Linked DNA regions of Mus musculus: regions 2, 3, 4, 5, 6 and 7 are each linked to region 1. The links are chromatin contacts, called in public HiChIP or PLAC-seq and promoter capture Hi-C maps. All regions are on one chromosome and are shown on one strand. Each heading gives the region's core, a stretch centred on a gene start, on an enhancer-like site or on the middle of the called end of the contact. The rest is flanking DNA. Distances are from core to core; before and after follow the strand shown.

The links. Promoter capture Hi-C pulls out the DNA fragments that hold promoters and counts their contacts. HiChIP or PLAC-seq counts read pairs in DNA pulled down with a chosen protein or histone mark. Capture Hi-C pulls out chosen DNA fragments and counts their contacts.
Region 2: an H3K27ac HiChIP or PLAC-seq map of embryonic stem cells shows a contact between it and region 1, with 2.1 times the contacts expected there. The contact joins the promoter of 4930572G02Rik here to the promoter of Atg14 in region 1. A contact is called at or near these places in 2 of 39 promoter capture datasets (hippocampal neurons and stem cell-derived epiblast-like cells) and 1 of 115 datasets of contacts at active chromatin or transcription factors (embryonic stem cells).
Region 3: a promoter capture Hi-C map of liver shows a contact between it and region 1, with 2.8 times the contacts expected there. The contact joins the enhancer-like site here to the promoter of Atg14 in region 1. A contact is called at or near these places in 3 of 39 promoter capture datasets (hippocampal neurons, liver and stem cell-derived epiblast-like cells), 2 of 115 datasets of contacts at active chromatin or transcription factors (bone marrow-derived macrophages and microglia) and 1 of 9 other capture datasets (embryonic stem cells).
Region 4: a promoter capture Hi-C map of liver shows a contact between it and region 1, with 2.3 times the contacts expected there. The contact joins the enhancer-like site here to the promoter of Atg14 in region 1. A contact is called at or near these places in 6 of 39 promoter capture datasets (cranial neural crest, hippocampal neurons, liver and 2 more), 4 of 115 datasets of contacts at active chromatin or transcription factors (the 230-238 cell line, bone marrow-derived macrophages, large pre-B cells and 1 more) and 1 of 9 other capture datasets (adipose tissue).
Region 5: a contact with region 1 is called in a promoter capture Hi-C map of liver, with 4 times the contacts expected there. The contact joins the promoter of Cdkn3 here to the promoter of Atg14 in region 1. A contact is called at or near these places in 2 of 39 promoter capture datasets (hematopoietic stem and progenitor cells and neutrophils) and 1 of 9 other capture datasets (liver).
Region 6: a contact with region 1 is called in an H3K27ac HiChIP or PLAC-seq map of thymic regulatory T cells, with 5 times the contacts expected there. The contact joins the promoter of Cgrrf1 here to the promoter of Atg14 in region 1. A contact is called at or near these places in 1 of 39 promoter capture datasets (pre-B cells), 1 of 484 Hi-C or Micro-C datasets (forebrain) and 1 of 115 datasets of contacts at active chromatin or transcription factors (thymic regulatory T cells).
Region 7: a contact with region 1 is called in a promoter capture Hi-C map of hippocampal neurons, with 2.0 times the contacts expected there. The contact joins the promoter of Peli2 here to the promoter of Atg14 in region 1. A contact is called at or near these places in 5 of 39 promoter capture datasets (the 3T3-L1 cell line, hippocampal neurons, liver and 1 more), 4 of 484 Hi-C or Micro-C datasets (cerebral cortex, embryonic fibroblasts, liver and 1 more), 9 of 115 datasets of contacts at active chromatin or transcription factors (acute myeloid leukemia, bone marrow-derived macrophages, embryonic forebrain and 3 more) and 1 of 9 other capture datasets (adipose tissue).

What each region holds. Positions count from the first base shown.
Region 1 is chr14:47,567,094-47,569,851 of GRCm38.p6, reverse strand. Atg14 (autophagy related 14) reads left to right here and starts at 1,418. Exons shown (of 10, transcript NM_172599.4): 1 at 1,418-1,666. The coding sequence starts at 1,446. It also overlaps the pseudogene Gm6616.
Region 2 is chr14:48,559,439-48,562,196 of GRCm38.p6, reverse strand. It overlaps 4930572G02Rik (a long non-coding RNA gene), which reads right to left and starts at 1,403. Exons shown (of 3, transcript XR_874606.2): 1 at 1,340-1,403. It also overlaps a transcript of Tmem260 not described here.
Region 3 is chr14:48,506,208-48,508,965 of GRCm38.p6, reverse strand. It overlaps Tmem260 (transmembrane protein 260), which reads right to left. Exons shown (of 16, transcript NM_172600.4): 14 at 1,770-1,823. Among named protein-coding and RNA genes, the nearest start is that of 4930572G02Rik, 53 kb to the left of the region's middle. Within about 2 kb of position 1,400, at least 5 of the 459 cell types and tissues checked have an H3K27ac peak or open chromatin away from gene starts, as enhancers often do. A contact at or near this core is called in liver, where this site is marked.
Region 4 is chr14:48,481,533-48,484,290 of GRCm38.p6, reverse strand. Tmem260 (transmembrane protein 260) reads right to left here. Exons shown (of 16, transcript NM_172600.4): 8 at 958-1,041. Among named protein-coding and RNA genes, the nearest start is that of Tmem260, 37 kb to the right of the region's middle. Within about 2 kb of position 1,355, at least 11 of the 459 cell types and tissues checked have an H3K27ac peak or open chromatin away from gene starts, as enhancers often do. A contact at or near this core is called in liver, where this site is marked.
Region 5 is chr14:46,759,136-46,761,893 of GRCm38.p6, reverse strand. It overlaps Cdkn3 (cyclin-dependent kinase inhibitor 3), which reads right to left and starts at 1,353. Exons shown (of 8, transcript NM_001360041.1): 1 at 1,246-1,353. The coding sequence starts at 1,254.
Region 6 is chr14:46,830,713-46,833,470 of GRCm38.p6, reverse strand. It overlaps Cgrrf1 (cell growth regulator with ring finger domain 1), which reads right to left and starts at 1,337. Exons shown (of 6, transcript NM_026832.4): 1 at 1,092-1,337. The coding sequence starts at 1,195.
Region 7 is chr14:48,119,450-48,122,207 of GRCm38.p6, reverse strand. It overlaps Peli2 (pellino 2), which reads right to left and starts at 1,339. Exons shown (of 6, transcript NM_033602.2): 1 at 975-1,339. The coding sequence starts at 1,051.

The DNA.
Region 1 (2,758 bases), core at 169-2,668:
TTTTTTTTTGAAAAAAAAAAAAAAAACCACCCAAATCTTTATTGTATAGAATATATATAAAATCCTCCAAGATGCTACTCTCTCATTTCCCCATCTTCCTCTTCTTCTTCAATGCCTCTGATGTAGAGGACATTATTACACCTTTTTAGAACTTCACCTAGATGTTCAGACAGCTCCCCATCTATGTACTCTTCTGTATTTGCAAGCTGCATGTTCATGTAGCCATCCATGGAGACCAGGTACTCCATGCCCCACTTAAGTTTCACCATCACTGGCTTTCCTGTCAGTCCATTGAGAGAAGTCTTGGGATTGAGGGGTAAACTCATCGCGACCACTGGCGAGCGCTGCACCCCACTAGCTGTCGACCCCGCCGCTGCCCGCCCCTCGTGACGGTGACCGGAGCGGCTGCTGCTACACGCAAGCGACCCGCGCTAAGAGAAAATCCTTTCTGAAGAATCTTAGGAGGAAATCCTAACTATCGAGTTCAAATTCTCTTAGAACATGACCCAGAGGAGAGGGAAGGACAGAAGCCAATAGAACTCAGTTTTCTGGCTGTGCTTACAGCTAGATTTCTGTGATTACACGCTTGAAATCTGTTAGCTCACGAGGCTGCCACAGGAGGACTGGAACTCGAGGGAAATGGAGGCTACGTAGAAGCACTATCCATTAAAAGCTGATTTCAAAAACATTTATCGCCGGGCGTGCGCCCAGCACTTGGGAGGCAGAGGCAGGCAGATTTCTGAGTTCGAGGTCAGCCTGGTCTACAGAGTGAGTTCCAGGACAGCCAGGGCTATCCTGTCTCAAAAAAAAAAAAAAAAAAGAAAAGAAAAGAAAAAAACCCCACATTTATCTTTGATTTACATCTTCAGTTTGTTTGTTTGTTTGTTTGTTTGTTTTTACTGATGTCGGGAGTGTTAGCCTGCTATGGGAGGTTTTTGCTCAACCCTCTCTGGTTATGGAGGTATAGCAAGTATATCCCCAACCAAGACAAAGTCGGGCAGAGGCGTTAAAAGATTTTCTTCAAATTCCACAGCTTTTAAGAAGGAAGGTGAGTCAAACTTCAGTTAGTTTGAGATCCAACTCTCTCCCAACCTTGCTCCTTGCAGTTTTAGCCCAAAACCTAAAAGTAACCTTAATGAATGAAATGAAATCCCTTGTTCTGTTCCCGCACCTTCACTGAGAATGCTTGGGCACTTATTACTGTATTTTGCATAACGTAGAGGCTTCGTTTGGCGCCACTCCAAGGGTTGAACTGCGCAGCCGCCAAGGAGTGTGGGAAGTAGGACAAGAAGATCCCTGGTTCCTAGATTCTCCGCCTCTGAGCTCCAGCCCCAACCTCTGGACCGCCCCCTTTCCCGCCCCGGCCTTCAGGCCCCGCCTCCGAGCCCAGGATGCACCTGGATAAAAACAAAATCCCACGTGACTGGCCCTGAGCTCAGATCATCATGGCGTCTCCCAGTGGGAAGGGATCTTGGACGCCCGAGGCTCCTGGTTTTGGGCCGCGGGCGCTAGCACGGGACCTGGTGGACTCGGTGGACGACGCCGAGGGCCTTTACGTGGCTGTTGAGCGGTGTCCTCTGTGCAACACCACTCGCCGGCGGTTGACTTGCGCCAAGTGCGTCCAGAGCGGTGATTTCGTCTATTTCGACGGCCGCGACCGGGAGAGGTACGGCGGCCGCCACGGCCCTATTGTTTCTGCTTCTCTGATTCCTCTGGCCCAGCCACCAGAGGCTGGAGGCTGGACACCCTAGGCCGGGCCCAGGAGCCCTGCGAGTGTGGAAAAGAGAATGGAGCTGCTTTGCGCTGGCGCTTTGTTGCCAGTGGCAGGGTGGGGGTGGGTGCTAGGTGAACGTAGGTTGCTGTTCCCCACCACCCACCAGAGTTTCTCTAGGGTCCTCTTGGGTACTTGGGGAAAGGAAATACAGTCCTTCTGGAGAAGTCTGTGTAGAGGAGTCTTAGTTCTCCCATTCAGAAGCGTAGTTTTACCTTTTCCCGTCTTCAGACATAAATACATTTTACAGAAGGAATCCGCAGAGAACTAAATTGGTTAGGAGGGCTTGAACCTTGGTTGTCTGTGTCACAGGTGGATACAGCTCTTTGTGAACGAGGACCAGGACTAGGTTACTTCCTTCTGTAATCCCAAAGTTGATTTTGTCACTGGGGATACTGGACTGTGTTTTTGAGTTGCAAGTCCTTAGTTAAAAGAACTGCGTTTAAGGAAATATTTTGTCTTTCTTTTGAATTAAGATATTAGAAAACTGAATGCTTAGCTGAAGAATCTTTTACTCCTAACGTTTGTTTCAACAATAACGAAATAGGTAACTTTTTAGTATGTTTGTTTGAGACAGTGTCTCACTATGTAGCTCTCTCTGGGTGGCCTGGAACTCACTATATAAATAAGACTTGCCTGGAACTCGGAGAGATCCTTCTGCCTCTGCTTCCTGAGCGCTGGGAAAAGTGTGTGTGCTATTATGTCCAGATAAAACAATTTTTTAGTCCTAAATTTGAAGCATTTATTTTTTTACAACAACCCATGCAAGTTATTGCCAGCCGATTACTTGAGGAGACTTGTACGTAGTAAATGCCTTGTTCCAAGGCCCCAAACAGTTAAAACCCAGACATCCTGGATCCATATACGGGTGCATTTAACTGCAAGGCTATGTAACATGTAAATTTTGGGGGTGTTTTAATCCCCATTATTCCTGTGAATGGGGCTCATTTCTTTTTCTTCTGAAAATACTGGTGTAACAGCATCTTT
Region 2 (2,758 bases), core at 154-2,653, 990 kb before region 1:
ATGGACACCCTAACACATGGGTTTTCCTTATTACACCTTACTTACATTCACTCTCTCCTGCCTTTGTGTGAATATTTGCTAAATACAGAAGTGTGACAAAGAGTAGGACTAGCAGGCGATCTCTCTCTTTCTTTCCGCCCTCCCGCCATTGTCCTGGTCCGTTTGACAGACTCTGAATCAGTCCTTTATACCAGTTTTTATCTAGGTAACTCATACCAAAGTTGAGCTCCCCTCTCCACATCCCCACATTTTCTGGGGCGAGTTCAGAGGCCAGCAGATTTCTGAGGCAGGTTTTGATTTGTAGCTGGGGCTAATATGGAACTAAGTCTGTAATTCAGGCTGGTCTCAGACTCAGAGTCCTCTTGTCCCAGCCGCCTGAATGCTGGGATTACAGCTACCTTGCCTGGGTGAACTGGTCTCTACATCCTCACAATCACTTCTGGGAGGAAGCCCACCCCAAGCACACGGTTAAGGCTTCTGGGTGAGAAACAACACAACCTTGATCTTGGTAGCATATCCTCCGACTTATGTGGTGCCCAGATTTTCCCTGAGCACTCACGGAACGCACACAGGCAGAGAGGAACACCTCTATACAATGTAGAAAGCTCTAGAGAAAGAAAGGAAGAAAGGAGGGTGTCTTAGTTAGGGTTTTACTGCTGTGAACAGACACCATGACCAAGGCAAGTCAAAAAACCAACATTTAATTGGGGCTGGCTTACAGGTTCAGATGTTCAGTCCATTATCATCAAGGTGGAAGCATGGCAGTATCCAGTCAGGCATGGCGCAGGCAGAGCTGAGAGTTCTACATCTTCATCCAAAGGCTGCTAGTGGAAGACTGACTTCCCAGGCAACTGGGGTGAGAGTCTTAAGCCCACACCCACAGTGGCACACATACTCCAACCAGGTCACACCTATTCCAACAAGGCCACACCTCCAAATGGTGCCACTCCCTGGTCCAAGAATATACAAACCATCACAGAGGGGGAGCCCATGAAGTAGGAGGGTTCATGCATAATCATTAAAACACTCACAAGGGGGTGGGTGGGAGTGGGGGGTGGATGCTGGGAAAACTAAGGAAATTTGGAACTAAAGATACTTAAAAAAAAAAAAGCAAGATACAGGGTTTTTAGCTGGGGGGTGATGGTGTATGCCTTTAATCCCAGCAGACGCAGGTGGGTGAGTTTGAGGCCAACCTGGTCTACAGAGCTAGTTCTAGGACAGCCAATGCTACACCCAGAAACCCTGTCTTGAAACATAGATAGATAGATATAGATAGATAAGAAAATTTTTGTTTTGTTTTGTTTTCTAAAGGAAGTACAGGAGCAAAGAGCAAACCCACCTGCACACACCATTCAGGCAGCTTCGACAGAAACCAAGCCTGCTGCACTTTGAGGCTTTCTTACAACACGCCCCCGCCCCCACTTCCCCACCCCCACCCCCATCTGTGTCTTCATTCACTGAGCATTGAGTGTCATCATTTGAATCTGTCACAGCACTCCAAGCTTGCCCTTCTTCACACATTAGGTTATCACACCATGAATCATTACAGGAAGACCCATTCTCTGCCCCTAAAAGCAAGGAAGTTCCAGCAAGGCCATTGTCAGGGACGAGACCTGTCTTAGAGGAACAACCTTTCTTTTTTTTTTTTTTTTTTTTTTTTTTTGGGGGGGGGGTAGCCCTGGCTGTCCTGGCACTCACTCTGTAGACCATGCTGGCCTCGAACTCAGAAATCCACCTGCCTCTGCCTCCCAAGTGCTGGGATTAAAGGCGTGCACCACCATGCCCAGCTAGGAACAACCTTTCCTGGCACACGCAGAACAGGCCGGACACTTTACAAAGCAACTCCATCTCATTTTCATTCTCCAACCCACTAAGTAGAGGTGATTTCAGTTTTTCAAATACCAGGCAGGGAGGGTAGAGGAAATGTCCTGTAACTATGAGATTGTGAGATCAGAATGAGGCCGTGATGTCACAGACCATCACCACCTCCCACTTCTTCCTTTGTTTTCCACACCACTCAAAACTCAAGTCAGAGGTTAAGAATGCCGCATGAGTACAAAAAACTGTGCGGTGGTTGGGAGTTGAAGAAATAACAGGGTGAGAGACCGGAGAACAAAAGGCAGGCAGCTAGGTCACCCACACACATCTGTCCACGCAGTATGAGGCATCGCTCCAGCAGAGGGCATTGCTCCACCCATCTTCTTCCTCAGTCACAGGAAGGGAACACGTGTGTCTGAACACCCACACTGCAGGGACCTGGGAGAGAAGGCAGGGAGGCAGAGAAGGACATGGAAGCCAGGTCAGATTTGGAGAGCATTGGCCCCTGCCTTGGGCCCTGGCCTCCACCTCTCTCATGTTATCTTTTGGCCCTTCTGTGACTACCCAGCTCTCCTGGCCTCTTCATTGACATCAGGTATTGTCGCCTCCTCTGCTTCATGGAGGAATCCCGCTCAGGATCTGACAGTCCCTCTCTTGCTTTCTGTCTCCTCGATTTCTATCATTTCCTTGTGACTGCCTCATCTCCTTTAGTGAGTGCATTCTGTGTTCCAGTCCTCCAGGGTCTATTAGCTGACTGGCTAGGTTTTGCGTTGCATCTGCATTTTGCTGGCCTGCGAGTGCTTCTGGGCTTTAAACACAGCTGCAGGTAGATGACTTTCGAATTTCACTTAGAACACACTCTGTCCACAATGAAATCTCAGGCATCTCAAGATGGATGGTGGGCATCTGTACGTCCTGGCTCCAGCTGAATCTTCCTTCA
Region 3 (2,758 bases), core at 151-2,650, 940 kb before region 1:
TCTTCATTCTCTCATGTTCATGGAAATTTACTCTGAACCAACAGGATCCAAAAGCCCCCTAGGACACAGCGGCACTCATGCTCAACACTAAAATGTTTTGGGAAAAGGCTCATCACTGTGTGGTTCCCTGAAGGTGCCCGTTGCTGTTATGGAAGAGCAGTCTGAGACAGGGAGCATTGCTGGGCTTGCCAGTACATCCCTGAAGGTACCTGTCACCGGTGGCAGCTATGTCATGGGCAACCAGTTCTATAAAAAACTGGGTAGACATTCTGAGCACCCAAACATCCAAATGGTATTCGGCACACCAGTTAAATCAGCGCCTGCGCAGGTAGTGTCCTGCTTCCCTCTTTCACATGAAGTCACTCTGCTTTCCCAGATTCAATCACAATGAACAACTGTGCAGAGAATTTTTGATCAGATCCTCAGTGCATCTGTTTGCCCCTGTAACTAGACTGGCAACTTTATGCCACTTTCTAACTTTTTCAAAAAGCTCTCTGATACAAATTACACTACAGATATTTTGCAATCTTTATATTGGAGTTATGTTTCTTTCTTTAAAAAGATTTTTATTACTTTTTTTTTCTTATTTATTTATTTTGGGTGTGTGTGGGGGCGGGGCACAGGGCTATACATGCTACAATGTAGAAGTCATAGGACAACTTGCAGGAATCAGTTTTCTCTGGCTACCATGTAGTAGTGAGGTTTGAACTCAGGCTGACACATTTGGAGCCAAGTGCACCTTTACCTGTTGAGCCATCTTGCTTGTCCAAGGAGCTATATTTCTTGGCAATTCTTAATAAATCCATATATATATATATATATATGATTTATATCCTAACTCTATCCTCAGAACATAATCTCTGGCATAGATTGGGCATCAACATATTTTTGCAGAAGGAAGAACTCCATATGTGTGAGAGACCCTGTTCTATATTGCCTAGGAGTTTTGCATGAATGGCCAAAGTTTGATTTGTGTTGGTTTTATTTTACTTTAATTTTTTTACATTTATTTATTTTGCATCTGTGTGAGTCTGCAAGCTGTATCTTAAATATGGTAACTAGAGGACAATTTATGGAACCTGTGGGTTCCAAGGATCAACTCAAGTCACTGGGCTTGGCAGCAAGTGCCTTTACCCTCGAAGCCATCTTGCCGGCTCCTGTTGGTTGATTATTCAAAAATAATGACAGAGACCAAGAAAAAGCAGCAGTGCCACCAAGAAGTGATCCATCTGGAACAGCGTGCCTCTCTCTGTGAGCAGTCTCTGTGAGTAGCGGGTGATGTCTTTTCATGTAGTCTGCTGTGACAAACTGTGCTCCATGAGGGCAGGGACTGTCACCGTCCTGTGTAGCTTCTGGCCTGGCACACCGCCTGGCCTCTGTAAGCATTAGCTGAGTGTGTTAATGACAAACTGGCATAGCACGAATGGAGCCATGGCTGTATTGCCTAATTACAGAACAGAGCCCAGGAGTCAGGATGCCTCGGGGTTACACTGAGCTCTGGACTCCATCACTGTCATTACGGGCCCTTGGAAATCTGTCTGCCTCGCTCTTTTATAAAATGGAGATAACAGAGCTTCACAGGTTATTATGAAGATTATTAATATTACTATGTATTACACATGCATAGTAATACAATGTCTTGAACCAAATAGCTGTTCTGAAGTTATTTTTATTCCCACTCATCCACAGTCCCAGAACAAAAAGTACCATGGGCTATTCCTTCACATATTAAAAAACAGGCTGCAAATAATAAAATGTAGATCACTCACCTTGCTTGCCACATCTCCTCATTGGCCACCGATTCCCAAGAAGATGGACCAAATCTGTAGTTAAAAGAAAAACAGTTTCCTTCGTCGCTTACATTACAGCATGACACACAATGCCTGCTTTATAGTGTTATAAGCACTAGAAGAGGCTGGCTCTGGATGCATTGATGATAGCCACACCAAAGCTTTGCATTTTAGTAGCTGCCTCAAGGGGCAGAGGACAGAGGGGAAGAGGCTGCAGGCAGTGGGCAGCTGTTCCTGAGGCACAGGGCTTCACTTAACCCCTGCTGGGCTATGGGCTGCTTGAAGAATTCCAGCCAAACAACTGCTAGGCAGAGTTTTATAATAAAAATGTATAATAAAATTTTAAAAAATTATAGTTAAAATTTCTTATCAAGTATCTGTTTAGAGAGAATGGTGCTAAGGAACAATGTGTGTGTGTGTGTGTGTGTGTGTGTGTGTGTGTGTGTGTGTGTGTGCACGTGGCTATCTGAAGAAAATGTAATTTTTTTATTTTTTTGAGAAAGGGTCTCACTATGTAGATCAGATTGGTCTTGAACTCAGATCCTGGTGACTCTGCCTCCTGGGTGCTGGGACTTTAGGCATGTGCCACCACAGCCAGCTAGCTGTAATATTCCAGCTTCTCTGATGAATACTGGTGAGTCAGCAAGCTCTGCTGTGGTCAGCACTGTGGTGGTGTTTCTCACCGGCTCCAAACCTTTCCTAGAGCCTGTTAACGTGATCGCTCTTCTTGCACCTGAACTATAAACAATAGGCTATCTAATATAGATAATCCAGTAATGTAAAATACTTATATTTAATTGTGTGTGGGAGTATGTACATAGGCGTGCAGGTGGCTGTAGAAGGCAGAAGAAGATGTTGGCTTGCTGGAGCTAGACTTATAGGTGGTTATGAAGCCACCACAAGTGGGTGCTGGGAACCAAAGCTGGGTCTTCTGCAAGAGCAGAAGAGGCTCAATAACGCATAATTTA
Region 4 (2,758 bases), core at 106-2,605, 910 kb before region 1:
TGATACATAAATTAATTCTCCCCATGATTACAAAATGGAATATATTATACAGACATTTAAAACAACCTAAGGGGTTTTTGTTTTTTGTTTTTTCTTTAATATGGGAAAATGTTACAATTGTTTTATAATGTTAACTGTTAAGCAAATCAAACCATATATCTACATATATACATACATATATATGTATACATACATATATGTATATATATATGAATTTATGAAAAATACATTCAACTGAACAGAAAGTAAATGAATAAAAAATAAACAGGGTTTTATTATGTGAGCTGGCCTCAAACTCATGGTGGTTCTGCCTCAGCCCATATACTGGACTTACAGGCATGTGCCATGCCTGAAAAGAAAGCTTTTTCTTTTTAAAACTTATTGGAGGGATTATATAGCTGCAGGCTTCTTTTGAAAGTCAACACTAGTATCAGCTATGGGCAGAGGGATGGATCAAATCCAGGGTTTGAGATGCTCAAATCTTTTAAGTCACTTACTTGTAATCATAAGACCAAATAAGACATCAAGAAACAGTATATATATATATATATATATATATACATATATATATATATATATATATATATATATATATATATACACACAGCTGTATCTATAATCTGTATCTATAGTCTTAATAGAAAAGATCAGGGAGCCGGGCGTGGTGGCACACGCCTTTAATCCCAGCACTTGAGAGGCAAAGGCAGGCAGATTTCTGAGTTCGAGGCCAGCCTGGTCTACAAAGTGAGTTCCAGGATAGCCAGGGCTATATAGAGAAACCCTGTTGAAAGAAAGAAAGAGAGAGAGAGAGAGAGAAACAAAGAAAGAGAGAAAAGAAAATATAGGGGTCATTTATTCTCACTCTAAGGCAATGCTGGCAGCACTCTATAGTGATATATAAAACACATATTCGACAGAGAACATGGGAAATGTAGCAACAAAGGGGGTATCACTCACTTTCTAGCTAAACATATATTTGCCCAAACTGCAAGAGCTTGGATATTGAATGAAAGTTCGGTCTTCATATTTATTACCTGTGAACTGAAAAACAAAACAAAGTACATTATTGTTGGCATGAAAGAAGTTCAGTAAACTTCAAACAAATTATTTTACCAGTAATACATTCAATTATACATGGAGATTCTCTAAGGACTATGGTCATTTTTTTAAAATTATTTTTCTTCCTTCAAATGTTGAAGTGGGCTGAGAATCATCACTGAAAAAGTCCAATGGTTCTAAGACATTCTCTGACCGTATTTGGCTCTCAGCACGTGATTAGGACCGACACAGGGTAGCGTGTAAGAGCTTCCTAATGGCTCAGGTGAGAAGTGGTTTTGAACTTTGGTCAGTTTCGGTTGTCACTGGAGATTTAGCAACTGAAATAAAAATGAAACTCTCTTCTGAAGATCCAGCTATGAAGGGACAAAGGGCCAAGAGAAGGATTTGTCATTCCTTCTGTGTTTTCTTCTTCCTTAAGCAGGTTCTTTCTTTTCTATATTATTTGTTTTGGAAAACGTTTAAGAAGTGTATTCTTCGTATTCTGTATAACTGAGCTAAATTCTTCCATTAGCAACAAGCAGTTTCAAGGGCCGAGTCCTAAAATCAGCACACTAATTTCTATGAAAAGAAATAGGTCTACACACGATGGAAAATTCACTCTCCCTACTGGCAGTTTTCCTGGAGAAAATGCGATGCGGTAATTACCACAGCCATACAATGAGCATTTTACTAATGGAGACACCGGCCGCTATGAGAAGCTGCCTTCCTCATTTACAAACACACATGAAAATTGGATTCTGGTGTGAGGTCTGTTTCTTCTAAAGAAATGAAGTCAGTCTCAGAATTAATTCCTAGAGATCTGCTGCTTAAATGTAAACTCTAAAAGATGTCCATTGCCTAAGGTTAGATTCAGTAATTTCCCTACACAGAATTGCAATTTACAGATATGCATGGGGGAAGGACCTATTTTGCTTGACTGGAAAAGGGTAGGTGATTACGTTCCATCGTTTCGAAGGCTTTTCTTGTAAGTTAATTATGCATCTCCTTTACAACAACCCACCAACCTGAAACAAGTTAAGTGCAGAAATTATCTCGCTCCGTGTGTGAGGGTTCTGTCTCCAACCTGCATGATCCACAGTTCAGGTGTGGGTGTGAGTGTTCATCTCCTGTGTCACCTTTTTTTCTACATATAACACCTGGCAGCTCATATCTAATAGAAGTTCCCCAACAGATGACTTTTATGCACAACCTAAGCAAGCTGGGTGTATGGTCTAGGTTACTCTGGAAAATTCTTTGGCGTTCATGTGGGACTCGCAGAGGGAAAATAGAACAGTAATCCCGGTAGGCAGTAAAGAGCGGGCAGTGAGTCTTTCTCCATTGGGAAGAAGCAGAAGGCCGGGAAAGCTCAGAGCCACTGACAAAGGCTGTCTACAGAGGAGCCGGCTCTTCCCACTCCCCCTTCTCTACTTCTCCACAGGAGAACAGAAGGCACTGCTGTAAACGCCTGAGTCACACATCAAAGGAAACATGCTCAACTAGTTGTGAGAAAAGGAACTACAGCAGAGAAACATTTCCAAAATCTGCTGGAAAGTGAAAACAGACCAACAAAACTGTATGTATCTTAGGAATCTATATTAAAAAATTACAAAAGTATGCAAGGTACACACAAAACATTAACGAATCAGTAACAGCATTTATGTCTGCATGTTGAAGTTACTGTCATTTAACTTTCCTATTTTTGCTTGCTTGTATTTTAAAA
Region 5 (2,758 bases), core at 104-2,603, 810 kb after region 1:
CAAAGCTTTGATGTCAGCATTGGGGAGACTGAGGCACAAGTTCTAGAGCAGTGGTATACATGGCCAGGCTGGCTCAAAAGAAAACACAATATGGGTGGAAGGGTGGAGGATTGTGTATTCAGTAGAGATGACCCAGAAGAGACAAAGCCAGTGGACACTGCTCATCCCCTTTCTAAAACAAAAACAAAAACAAACAAACAAACAAACAAAAAACCCTTTCCACTCCCTAATTGGAACCATCTGAGATCAGACATTTGAACAACACGTGTATACAAAAATATTAGTTTTAAAGAATGTCAAAAGGAGAAAGTAGACTGCGGCTGTGTGATTCCCACATCCATCCAGATCTACCCCTTCCCAGGCAGCAGTGGACTACAGAGGACTCACTTGTGCTTGCCAGAGGAGGTAGATCTCAAGAGAGGAGGAAATAGCGAGCTCTACGTGTGTTCAGTTCCTCTATACCAGAGGTCAGATAGCTCACTCTTCCTCTGGCAACAATGCAGTCGGTAGGCAGCTGACACAGTGGACACAAGACTTGCAAGAGTAACCACCTGACTGCTTGGCTTTCAAGCTCTTCTAGAAAGGTCTTGCTGGAGGAACAGGTGATAACTGGCTGAAATTATAGATTGCGGTTTCTTTGGATTGCTCTTTGGTATAAAACACAACGGAACCCAAATGAAGCCTTTAAGTGGAGTGTCAGCTATGAGGTAGAAACGATATGTCAGGTGGGGCTTCCAAGTCATGGCTAAGACCCCTTTTCTTTCTCCTATAAAACCAGATTTTAAGCTTGTGTGACTTTTCACTCCACCCCTCTCAGCCTGCTGTGGATAAATGCTAACAGGCTTAGACGTCCCTGCCTTCCTCAGGCCCAGGGATTCTGACCTGCAGGAAACAAGACGCAGTGCCCTGAGCTTTCTGAGGGAGGGTGGCTATCGTGATGTCACTCACAAACGGGGTCGTTACAGCCTCTGCATCTGAGGCATCAAGCCACCCACAACCCCGGCCGTGACAGCCTCTGCATCTGAGCTGTCAAGCTGAATGGCTTGGCCCTCTCTGGCAGGGTCGTCGTGAGGCCCCTCAGGTGGGCAGCGAACCGCAGTGCCACAGATCTGCCACTCAGCCTCCCCGACGCGCAGGGCGGTTACTGTGCGAATCGCACCGCTGGCCGCCCAGCAACGCAGCCGAGGCGGTCCAGCGTCTGGCCCCGTGGCGAGGATCCTTCGGGTCCCGGACAGCCCCACTCACCGGCTTCATCGCGGGTCGCCACTCGCCGTAACCAGTGCCGCCGCCCTCGCAGCCTTTAGGACACCGCCCGCGAAGAGCCCGCCCCCGTCAGTCCATTGGTCCGCCCACGTAGGAGGTGGCGCGGGGCGTTCCAGAAACCAATCATATCCTCGCTCTGTTTCTTACTCCGGGGCCTTGCTCAGCCTCTGACTACTCATTGGTTCAGAGGAAGTCTTTGAAAGACGCGCGGAAGGAGGGCCCGGAAGAAAGGGGATTGGCTTGGAGGGCTCCGCCCCTCCGCCAGTTGAGGGCGTGGACGTGGCGAGAGGCGGAGCGAGGCGAAGTGGTTCCTCACAAGTCCAGCGCTTTGGAGACTTTCTGGACTTAATTTCTGAATGATACCAGGATAGGGAGCATTTTCTTTTAAATTGTTTTAACTTTCAGGGCGTGGTAATTGGTGGAGGAGAGCCTTGCATAGGAGGTGTCCCTGGGAAAACTGACATTGCTGTCATATCTAGTCATGTAGATACTTTGGAGAATACTAAATAAAGAGCATAGGCATACTTGACATTGGATGTTCTGTATGTTCTGGATGTTCCAGGATGTACATAAGTTAATGTGTAGATCAGTCTTCCTGTTCACCAAGTAGGAATGTGCTAATATTGTATGAAAAGGAGATAAAATGATATGGGGGTTGGGGGTGGGGTCGACCTTGTCAGGCTTAATCAGCGCCAATATAAGACTGTTCTGAGCCTGCTACATGGGCGCAAGGAACTGAACTAGGGTCCTCTCTGAGAGGACACGCTCTTTATTGGTGAATCTTCTCTCCATTAACTCCCCTGCCCCCCCCCCCCCACCTTCCATTTTCAGTCTTCATTTAGCTGGCTTTGGGAAAGAAAGTCACCTGGAGCAATAGTATCATGGAATTTGAGAAAAGCAGAAGTTTCCTCTTTTACCCTTATGTCAAAGTCAGTGGGCACAGGGCTAGTAGTTAGGGAAAGAAGACAGCACGATTTGACTTAGAAATAGCATTAGTCACGATCCTTCGGAGAAATAGAAGTTGTGTGTGTGTGTGTGTGTGTGTGTGTGTGTGTGTGTGTGTGTGTGTAAAAGAAATGACTTCGGAATGCTGGTGAGTTCAAAATCTAGTGAGAGGTTAGTGGCTGTTGACTCAGAAGATCAGATCAAAGTTCAAGTTCAAAGGCAGAGTGTTGTGGGGGCCAGGAAGAGTCTGTGCTGTAAATTAACTGTGAAAACCATAAGCTAAAGAATCCTCCTTGTGTTAAGAGAATCTTAGCTTTTGTAATATCCAGGCTTCCAACTTGGAAGACAATCTGCTTTACCCAAAGTCTACCAACTTAAATGTAAATTACATCCCCTAATATTCACAATAGTGTTTTTCTAAATATCTGAGCACCTGGCTTAGCCAGGTCAATGCATGTCTTAGTTAGGGTTTCTCTTGCTGCAACGAAACACCATGACCAAAAAGCAAGTGGGGGAAGAAAGGGTTAATTTAGCTTACACTTGCACATTG
Region 6 (2,758 bases), core at 88-2,587, 740 kb after region 1:
CAATCATACTATGCTACAGGGAAACCACCTGTCTTAAAGAGAAAACAACTTAAGACTGGACTTCATCTTATCTTGTCCACAACATGGGAGTTTTACGCTGTAACTCGGGGTCAAGTGGAAATATTAACATGTTCTTTTTTTCCAAAAGGAGATCCTATTATCAGAAACGGACCGGGACCTGTTAAAGTCTTTAAAGTAACGATGAATATGTAATCAAGTGGTATTTTTGAGCTTGATTTACAAAGCCCGCTTCAGTCTCAAACCTGTTTGCTTTGTTCTTCTTGCAAATGCATTCCCGTTCTCACATAGTTTTCAGAGAACTCGTTCCCCAACTGTAACAGCTCATGTCCTTTTCTGTACGGTCCACTTCCAGCCATGGTTCTTGCTCATTTAGAGCCACTGTTCAATACATTTGGGTTCACCATCTTTTCAAGGGGCTATGAAAGCTGCAGTCTAGAGAGCAACCGCTGTAGGCTAGTCCCGTGGTTTCAACCAGCTGTGTTTTATAAGCCTAAACATGATAAAACTGCATCTCCTCAAGAGGGATACCGGAGACTCAACACTGAAAGAATTGTTCCTGGGTTATGTAACTCTCCTAGAAGCAAAATGCCTCCACCCCACAGAATAACTTATTCCTAAAATCTCGCTCCTTTCTAAAAACGTCTTATTAACTAAAGATCACTTCCAAAAAAATAGACTGCATCAAGAAGCCATTCAATTAGCAATCGGTAGATACAGAATTCGGGTAAAAGTTCCTCTGAAAGATCTGGGACCAAGCAAGGGTCAGTTCGGGTCATAAACAGCCAAGCTCCTTTGGGTCAGGTCTGCGCGCCTGCGGGGCCGGTGACCGGTCCCCGCTAGGCACAAAGTAGGCCGGGGCCCGGGACAAAGCCTTCGGGACACGCACTCTGACCCCCGCACCAGGACCAAGTTCTCCCCTGCGGTCCCATCCCACGGGGGCAGCAGCCTGGCCTGGGCCGAGTGTGTTCGGTGGCGGTGACCGCTCTCCCGGAGTCACCCGAACCCTCTGCGCGGACCCCACACCGGGCCGGCGGTCCCCGCGCCCTCCACTCCCAGCCCTGGACACTCACCATCCTAATACCAGGCCGGTGGTGACGATGAAGCAGGTGAAGACCACCGCTATGTAGAAGAGCGGCGAGTATTCATAGAGCGTTACCAGGAACACTGCGGCCATCGGGGTCTCCTGGGCTCAGCCCAGCCCAGCCCGGCTGGCCCGGACCCGAGCCGGTATGGCGCCCCGGAGCGGACAAACTTTGTAGGTCCTCACTCGCCCAGGCTTCTGGGCAGCTGACAGCCGCGGCCACTGGAGACGGAATGCCAATCACAAGGTTGATAGCAGGTATGCCACGCCCCTCCCTCGTCTGGTCCCGACTACTGGCTACGTAACAGGGAGGGACCAGCTCCGCCCTGCCCTGCGCCCAGGATTGGTGGCCTGAGAGAATTCCGCCAGCCGGGCTCTGTTCTCAAATTCCTAACTGACATCTGGGGCCAAAATTTAAGTTAATGCAGATCCTCAGATACACGAGGTATCCTGGAAACCCTGCAAACCCTAGACAAATTTGGGAATGGGACAAGGGCCGGCATCGGCGCGACGGAATGGTCTACGAAAGGAATGGTCTCGATTTGCGGATTGTCGCGGAAAACCCGAAAAGAGGTCACTACCGCGAGCGATTTTTTGTAACCTTATCAACCTTTGCAAAGTAAGTTTATTCAAAGGAAAATCGGCATACGTACTCCCTCGGCCCTCTTTTTTCTTCTCCAATTAGAATTAGCCAGATCTTTGAAGGTTTTAGTAACTAATTTTTGTTTGTTTATTAGGAGATCTTAGTACAGGAAGTAGCTTAATGTCTGCTTCCTTTCCTCACTCTTGTCATCAGTGCCTCAAAGAAGCCTCCCGGAAGTTTCTCCTAAAACCACTTTTATATTTCTTTTACTTAAGCCCTAATGTGATCCCTAGTTACAGCATAAACAGGAGAAACACCTCCCATCACAAATCCGATCCTGTTACTGAGGAAGAAGGGGAGAGTGGACATTAGGACGCTTAAGGAAAGGTTTCATGCCATGCTCTCAAGTCACCAGGAAATGTGTGCTTCAAAAAGAAGAGTTAGCTTCGTCCAGTGACCTTGACCAAATAGCCTTGTGTTTTCTGGAGTACTGCTATTTAAGCTTGTTTCTATGTAAATTTTCTCATTAGTAGATATTGAATTGTAAAAGTATGTTTATTTAAGCTATGCTTGGTTGTTGGAATGTTTTTTACTACCACATCAAGCACTGCAGTGAGTATCCATAAAGCTAATTTACTTACTTAGGCTAAATCATGGAGGTAGGACTTTATGTATATTTAATTTTTTTTAGAGACTAGAGTCTAGAAATACTGTGTTAGATGCAATCACACCATTGCAGGTAGCCAATCTGAAGGCAATTTTATTACAGTAAAACGAAAAGGGATGTTTATCGTGAAACAAAAACATAAGTTGCAGGTAAAGTAACATTAAATACATAGGAATGACTTTGTCCCCACTCAACCCCCACTGAACCTACAGTAAAGAGATGTAAGATGTAAGCCAACAAGATGGCTAAAGGCACTTGCTACCAGGCCTGACAACCTAACTGGAACCTTCTGGAACCACGTGGTAAAAGGAGAATACAGTTGTCTTCAGACCTCTGCAAGCATGGGCCATAGTAAATATAATGTAATGAAAGAAAAGTAAACATTTCCCAAAGTGTAAAGAAGAGA
Region 7 (2,758 bases), core at 90-2,589, 550 kb before region 1:
CTAGGAAACTTTAGATGAGTCTTTAAAAAAAAATTAAGTCGGCACTTACTTCAAGGTAGTAATCAAAACACGTTTCTCAAAGTTCCCAGAGCCTCTGCTTAGGGGTGAGGAGGGGGGCTTCCTCGCGTGCCTCTAAGCCCACCCATCAACACCCGCGTGGGTCTGAATACAGATCTTTCAACAGAGGACAAAAGCGCGGGTTCCCTGGAGCGGCACATCCAAAGGGAAACCAATCCTTTCCCTGCAGCACTACCCAAGTTGCTCCAGCTCCAAGAGTTTCCTGCACTTTCCACCTCCCCCCACCCACACCCTTTTCATTGCCCACTTTACCCTGCTTTAATCCTGCGAAGCCTCCCTCCTGGTTTATTAAGGGTAAACAATAGAAAATGTCACACGGAAACTCAGGAAGTAGATGAAGTCTCTAATTGCTGCCGTTTTAACGATTGTAGATAATTACTATCTTCAAAATGTGATTTTCACCAGCGGAGTGGGAGCCGAGGAGGGCAGGGTGGCGAGCTCCCCGCCGCTGGCAGGGCATCGGCAAGGCCGGGGCCCGAGGGGTGCAGGAGCCCGAGGGGTAAGGAGATCAAGGGGTGCGGAGACTCGAGAATGGAAACCCGGGAGATCCGGGAACCGTTGTTGAGAGGACCCGGGAAAACCAGGACCCGGTCCAGGCCCTCGGCCGAGCTCACTCCCGGCGCAAAAAGCGGAGGCCAACCAGCGGCCCGGGTCACAGACTGGAACAATGCGTAACCCCCGCGGACTGGGCTCTGGGCTCGGAGACAGGGCTCCGCGTTCGCGGTCGTCGGGAAAGAGAAGTCCCCAGTAGCCACTGGCTCCGGGCTTCACCGAGCGACCCCGCGTGGTGCAGGAGCGCCCTCCGGGCCGCGGCAACGAGCACCCCGGGGACCCGGGCCCTCAGGAGCGCATCCCTCTCCCTCCGCGACGCCCCGCCGCCCGCGTCCCCAACTCACCCCAGGACCACCAGCTCCCCGTATTTCACCGGCTCCTTGTTGGGGGCGCTGGGTTCCTCCTGGCCCGGGGAAAACATGGAGCCGCGCTCGGCCGCCGCCGCTGCCGCCTCCGCCGCGATCCCCGCCGAGTCCGCGCCGCCACTACACTCCCATCCCGAAAACGGGGTGAGCGCGCCGGGGAACGGCACGGCGGCGAACGGGGCGCTGGGCGGCCAGTCCCGCGGCTGCTCCGTCGTGGCTGTGCGCGTCGCCCGCCGGCTTCCCCGGAGCTATCCGTACGTTGGCCGCTACGAGCGGGACCCGGCACGGAAAGCGAGCGGCGACCAGAGCCCCGCGGGAGGAGGAGCGCGCGCCGCCGGGGGGCTGAGCGGGCTGGGCAGGTGGGACGGCCGCGCCGCCGCCCGCGTCTCCGCGCTCCCGCGGCCCCCGCCCGCCCGCCCGCCAGCCCCCGCGGCCCGCGAGCGCCCCGTGTTATGTAAACATAGAGTAAAGGGGAAGGCAAGCCCTTAAAGGGGCAGCTCTGTTTTTCTCCTCTCTTCCTCCGAAAAGTTGGAGCGTGGGGGTCTTCGTCCTCAGCCCGGGGATCCGGACCCCGCTTGCGTGAAAGCCAAGCATACTGCCCACCCCCCACCTCCGAGCTCACCATGCTGAGCGCACTGATCTGGGGGTGTCTGCTTTCAAAGCCAAGCCCTTGAGAGGGGGGCTTAAAAAGAGAAAGAATCTGCCCATGGGGGGGGCGCTAATTGAAGGGCTCCCCACCATTTCATGTATCAAGAGAAAGGAGAAAGAACGTGGGGGGGGGGTGAGAAAAGAGAGAGAGAGATGGAGGGAGGAGAGGGAAAGGGGAAAAAGAAAAGTTAAAAGTTACTTTTAATCCCTTATTCACATCTCTGTCCCTTCTTTCAACCCCCTGGGGAATTTAAAAGGAAATTACCTAGGTGGATTTTTTTTTTTTAAATGAAGACAAATGTTCCTTTATTTCCATGGATTAATCAAGGCACTGTTTGTATTTTATGCTTTCTTATGGTGCTGTGTCTTTAAAATATTGTAGGCTGTGATAGTTTTACTGACTGCTGTTTTTCATCATAGAGGAATTTATTATTCTAGCATTTATTAAGCCCTTGCAACATGCTAGAGACGCTACATATTATTGCCTGTCACTGCCTTTCCAGACTGTTAAATATTTAAAGAAATAAATACTGCAAAAGCTACCCAATGTATAAACATCGAGAGTGTGTGTGTGTGTGTGCCCGCGCGCGCGCGCGCGCGCACACACACACACACACACACACACACACACACACACATACACACACGTTTAGGCTATGACTCTAAGTAAGGAGTTAAAAAAGAAATAATTGCATGAGTAACCTTCCATTCTACTGCTCAGCGCCGTGCATGTATCGCTCTCTGACAGGCTATTACTGTAGTGACATGATGCTTTCTGTAATTTTACTTCAGTTAGTAACTGGCTTTTCTTCTTTTAATTGAGGCTTTGGAGATAAATTACTCCAGAATAACAAAAGCCACACTATTGATGAGCCAAAAATAAACTTTATTAGACGATTACCTTATTTCCGCTAATTACAGAAAGTCTATTCTTAGACTAAAGACAACTAGCTATCCGGCTTATTGTACAAATCCTCTGTACTTTTCTCTGTTATGAAAATGTAAAGGTTTAACCAGCAGCCCTTTTTTAGAGAGTTGAGCTCTTTCTCTTCATATGGTGTTGGTAGATTTCTGTATGACGGAGTGTAGTTTTCCTTACTCCCTAGTCCCACTTA